2 separate regions of the Pan troglodytes genome follow, and region 1 is linked to region 2. A link is a contact called in public HiChIP or PLAC-seq data. All regions are on one chromosome and are shown on one strand. Each heading gives the region's core, a stretch centred on a gene start, on an enhancer-like site or on the middle of the called end of the contact. The rest is flanking DNA. Distances are from core to core; before and after follow the strand shown.

Region 1 (2,700 bases), core at 40-2,539, 190 kb after region 2:
CAGTCAGGGCTCCTCGGGGCGGAGTCAGGGCTGGGAACGGGCTCAGGAGGCGGGCCCAGGGCTCTTGGGGGAGGGGTTACCGAGCAGGGGCGTGGTCAGGGCTTCAGGAGCAGTCAGGACTCTTCGGGGGCCGAGTCAGGGCTGGGGGCGGGCCCAGGGGGCGGACCCAGGGCTCCTGGGGGTGGGGTTATGGTGCAGGGGGCATGATCGGAGCTTCAGGGGCTGGTCCAGTATATAGGCCTAGGGCTCCCAGGGGCGGTGATCACGGTGCAGGAGCCTGGTCAGGGATTCAGGGTAGTCAGGGCTCCTGGGAGGAGAGTCAGGGCATGGGGGTGGGCTGAGAAGGCGGGATCAGTGCTCCTAGGGTTGGGGTTACAGCGCAGGGGCGCCATCAAGGCTTCAAGAGCTGGGTTATGGCTAGAGGCAGTCTCAGAAGGTGGGACCAGGGCTCCTGGGGCGGAGTCAGGGCTCTGGGGTGAGCTCTGGAGGTGAGACTGGTGCCATCGCGGTGCAAAGCCACGGTCAGGAGGGGTTCAACAGAGGAGTCTAGGCTCACAGCGGTAGGATCGGGTCCTTTGGGGTGAATTAAAGCTCAGGGGGTGGAGTTGTTGCTGGGAGCAAGGATCGGGTCACTTGTCTGCGCAGACCGATGCTCAAAGTCGGTCCTGCGCCGAGTCACTCCTATCCTCTCCCAGCCTTGCCCACAGTCACACCCAGCCACGAGCCCATGCACACCAAAACACCATTTTATAGTCCTGTGAGGTGAGTTCCTTGGGGGTGGGAGAGGGGGATCTCAGGACTGAAGACCCAGGAAGCAGGCGCAGATTCCCAGCAATGGATCACTCCCCAGGAAGCACAATCTCCTGCACCCTCGGCTTCCCCTGTCCCCATATCATCATTACACTGTTGTCACTCCACCAGATATTCAGAGGCACAAACTGTCAGAGTCTCACAGGTACAACCACACACCCAGGCACACTGCCACACACAAATTCACCACGATACAAGGAGTTGCAAGGGCACAGCCATGGGGGACGGATAACACGGTACCGTCTCACAGGCAGCTTTGCAGTCACAAGCAAGAGGACACTGAGTCACACCTGAACATTAACAAACACTGTGCCCCCGAGCACGGACAGACACACACACGCATACTCAGATACCTGCGACACCAAGGATGAGGTACCCCAGGAACCAGCCCCAGGGATTTCCTGCTGTGGCCATCACGTCAGCACCTGGGGATGAGGACTGAGACTTAGCCGTGTCTGGGGATCTTCAGCCCAAGTCTCTCCATCCCTCTCTTTGTCCCTCCCTTTCTTCCCTCTGGGACGTTATTAGGTAGGCAAGAGCCTAGACCATCTACCCCCTCTCCCATCCATGGACCCAGAACCTAGAGAGACAGATTTAGAGACTGAGAGAGAAAAAGAGAGAGAGAGATGGGAAAAGAGAGAGAGAGAGAACTAGGTAGAAAGGAAAGTTTAGAGAAAGCATCTAGCCATCTGTGAATGGCGAGAGATGGTGTCTAGCCACCCACAAATAAGCATGGAGGGCAGACACACAGAGAATCAGAGCCGGAGAGACAGAGTGCTTGAGAGATATCCTCAGAGACAGTCTGAGAGTTAGACATGGAGATATAGATTCAGAGAGACAGAGAGACCCCTAACTAGAGACAGTGACTCCTAACTAGAGACAGTGAGAGATCTGTCTAGAGAGATGTGGAGACAGAAGGCACAGAGGCTGAGAATCCAGCGAATGGAGCTGTAGGGAGAGTTGGATCATGAACACTGCAGGCTTTTAGTGGGGGACCACCAGGCCTCTTACCGGGCCACCTCTGGGCTCCTGGATTCCACTGCTGGGCTGAGCTCCAGCCTGCTGCCTCCCGCAGGGGCCTCTTTGGGGCTTATAAGCATCCTCAGCCTGGGCTGGCCTGCCCCCAGGGGATGTGTTCCAGGGGTCAGGTGCTGCAAACTTCCAGCTCAACTCTCTCAGGCTGCCTCAACTCTGACCAGGCAGTGGTTGGGGGCCCAGAAGGGGCTGGCAGCAGGGTCTAGGGACCCAGGGAGGAGACCCCTGCCCAGATCCTAGACTACACTCTCCTTTCTCTCTCTCTCTCTCTCTCATTCTTTCTCTTTTCATGTTCTTATTCTCTCTCATGAGATACCTCTCTCTTGCCTGTATCTCTCATTTTCTCTTTCTCTTCTTCTTTCTTTCTCTCATTCTCTCTCATTATTTTTCTTGTGTTTTCTTTCATTTCCTCTCATTCTCTCCTGTTCTCTCTCATGTTCTTTCTCTTTTTAAATTAAATCTCTCTCTCTCTCTCCCCTCCTCCTTCATCCCTCTCTTTCTGTGCTTCTCCAGCAAATTTCCCCAGGTTCGTATCCAGCCTACATCACGAACTATTTTTGGAACCTTGGGCAAGTGACTGCACCCCTGTGAGCCTGTTTTTCCAACTGTAAAACTGGAGTGACCATTATGCCCCATTTCCCAAGTGGATTCAAAGAGGTAATTCAGGGAAAGGCACACAGTGCCAGGCACATCGTAGGCTCTCTGTGAGCGGGAGAACTAAAAAGTCTTCGCTCAGTGAAAAGCAGCTGAGTGCCTACCACACTCCGAGCTCTGCGGCAGGTGCTGGGGCCACAGGAGGAACCAGCAAAGTCCTCGTCACCGGGGATCGCGTCCTACCCGGGGGCACAGACCATA
Region 2 (2,700 bases), core at 182-2,681:
CCCCAGCCTCAACCCCGCTCGGAGGGGGTGGCCGGTGGGATGAAAGAAAAGCTGGCTAGGGCCCCCCGCGCGTACGGCTGCCCCAGCCCCCCCGGGCCGGCTCCGGCCCCTCCCCCTCAGGGCTCGCGGGAGGGAGCGGGCACGCTCCGCCGGGGCGGCATGAATCAAACGCTCCGCGGCTAAGAATAGCTGGCACGCAGCTGGTACCGAGACGGGCTGAGGAATCGGCGAGGGGGGTGGTGGAGGACGCGAGAGAGGGGGTGCCCTGGGAGGCTGTGGGGGGACAGGGGGCGGCTGGCGTGGCCGAGAGCGGGGCCAGGGAGAATGAATGGAGGCGGAGGGAGGCGGGGAGGGGCGGGGAGAGAGAGCCGGAGCCGAGGCTGGGAAACTGGTGGGGGAGAACCCGGCCGGGGAGAGGGGCGGGGGGCACCGGGGAGCAGGAGTCGGGGGCGGGAGCCGAGGGGGCGCGCCGGCCGGCGGTGTAGGGACTGGAGACCTGGTGGGGACGCAGGGAGCTTGGGCAGGGGTGGAAAGGGACTGGAGGAGCCTGGAAGGAGAAGCGGGAGCTGGAGGGGTCGAAAGGGGCGGAGGAGGCCCGGGCCTAGACCCTCGCTGGAGGGGAGTGGGGACCAGGGTGACCTGGCGGAGGGGCCCAGGTACGCCAGGGAGGGCGAGGCGGGGGAGTGGCCGGGCTGGGCGGGGAGGCGGGTACCAGGACCGAGCCCTTGGCCCCGGAGAGCCGGGAGGCGGGTTCGGGATAGGGGCTCTGCTGGCGGGGGGTGGGGGGCGCGCCCTCCCATCAAGGATGCGATCTGGGACGGGGCACCGGGGACCCGGGCGTAACCCAATTTGGTGTCGCCCAGGGCAACGCTCCCCACCTCACCCGTACCCCCAGCCGCACACCCAGGCCAGGAGCCCGGCGCCGGGCCAAGGACATCCGGGGCGCCCTCGCCCCTTCCCGCGGCCCCGGCCCCGCAGCTGCCCCAACCCCCCAGGTTCTCGACCCCCTTACCTGCCTGGCGGGGCTGCTGAGTCCCGGTCGGCGGCGCCCGCGGCCCCTCCCCCCTCCCCCCACCCCCCACCCCCCCGGAGACGGGGGACCCTCAGGCCATGCCCCACCGCCCCGGAGGGCGAGCGGGCCCGGGGAGGGGGCGGGCGGGGACCGGGGGGGAGGGCGGGAGGGCCGAGGACCTCACCCCCCCCGCGGGCCGGGCCTGGCCATCCGCAGAGCGCCCCCCCTTCCGCCGCGGCCGCCGCGCCCCTCCTCGCCCGCCCCCGGCTCGGTCCGGCCGGCTCCGGGCGCCGCGTCTCCGCCTGCTCTTCCTCCTCCTCTTCCTCGGGCCGCCGCCGCCGCCGCCCGCTCCGCGCCTCCTCTGCCACCCTTCTCGCTCTCTCGCTCTCGCTGTCTCTCCCTCACCCTGTCTCTCTCCCTCCCTCTCTCCCTCCCTCCCCTCCCTCCGCCCTCTCCCCTCCCTCCAGGAGCCGGCGGAGGAGACATCGCCCCTCCCCGCGCCCCCAAACCTCGCCCATCCCCCACCGCCGCCGGCTCCGCCCCCTACCCTTGCCCTCCCCCACCACTCCTCACCACCTCCGAGTCCCCAAATCCTGACTCCGCCCCTGCTTGCTCCCATACCCCGACGAAGGGGTCCTGCCCCCATAAGGGTGCCCCCCACACACACCTCAGGATCACCCCCTCCCAGAGAGCTCCCCGCCGCCCTACACAGAGTGGGGCACAATAAATATTTGTTGCCAGACTCTACACCCCCAAATTTAAGTGTGAAGGCTATAGATTCCCACCCTGTCCCCCCAAACACACACACACCCTTTCCATTTAAGCACTGGGTCAGGGCACACGTGGACATACCTGGGCCAGGCCACATTTCCCCAAGGCACAGGTGCATAGTCACCAGCTGTAACGGCACCTGCAGAGTCCCCACATACACACCCTCTCCAGCGCATGCATGCCCAGACACAATGCACCTGGGGTACACAGCTACAAACACACCCAGCTACATGCAGTTGTCACACCCCTGTGCCCGGGCACACACGCAGCACATGCACACATTTGCCCACCACACACGCACGTGCGCGCGCACACACGCACACAGGCGTTCACCCCGGTATGCATGCCCAGATCTCTCAACACCAAAACGGAGTTACAGCACTGTAGAGACGTGTGCACGCCTTCCCATCACACCCACCCACCGTGCTGTCCATTGCACTGGCTCGCACTCACCCATTTACATGCCCAACACCGTGCCATCCTTCCCCTCCAGGATAGTTACTGCTGACATTCCTGGAGCACTTTCTGTGTGCCAGGCGCAGGGACTTTCACCATCCCCATTTTCCAGAGGGGGAAACCAAGGAACAGAGAGGCTAAGTAACTTGCCCAAGGTCATCCAGCTGTAAGGAGGTGGTAACAAGGATCAGGAACAGGTAGGCTGGCTCCAAAGTCCTCACTTGACCACTGTTGTTCACTACTGGGCATATCCCCTCATAGTTGCATATCCTTATTCGTCACACACAGACACACCCAACCGTCTCCTCAGAGTTTGCACATGTCTGTGTAGGCACGCATATGCAGCCAGCTGCAGGCAGACAGCTCATTCATGCCTGGGACGCACCCACAGGGACAGAGCAGATCCCACAGGGCAGCAGTGAGTGATGAGTGTCCCCTTAGCCCAGGCTTCCTCATTCTCC

What was found. HiChIP or PLAC-seq counts read pairs in DNA pulled down with a chosen protein or histone mark.
Region 1: a contact with region 2 is called in an H3K4me3 HiChIP or PLAC-seq map of stem cell-derived excitatory neurons, with 2.7 times the contacts expected there. The contact joins the promoter of KLK4 here to the promoter of SHANK1 in region 2. A contact is called at or near these places in 1 of 7 Hi-C or Micro-C datasets (induced pluripotent stem cells) and 1 of 1 datasets of contacts at active chromatin or transcription factors (stem cell-derived excitatory neurons).

The regions. Positions count from the first base shown.
Region 1 is chr20:53,798,101-53,800,800 of NHGRI_mPanTro3-v2.0_pri, forward strand. It overlaps KLK4 (kallikrein related peptidase 4), which reads right to left and starts at 1,290. Exons shown (of 5, transcript XM_009436135.5): 1 at 1,164-1,290. The coding sequence starts at 1,224.
Region 2 is chr20:53,607,128-53,609,827 of NHGRI_mPanTro3-v2.0_pri, forward strand. It overlaps SHANK1 (SH3 and multiple ankyrin repeat domains 1), which reads right to left and starts at 1,432. Exons shown (of 24, transcript XM_024351604.3): 1 at 1,013-1,432. It overlaps CLEC11A (C-type lectin domain containing 11A), which reads left to right and starts at 310. Exons shown (of 5, transcript XM_054672655.1): 1 at 310-656. The coding sequence starts at 325.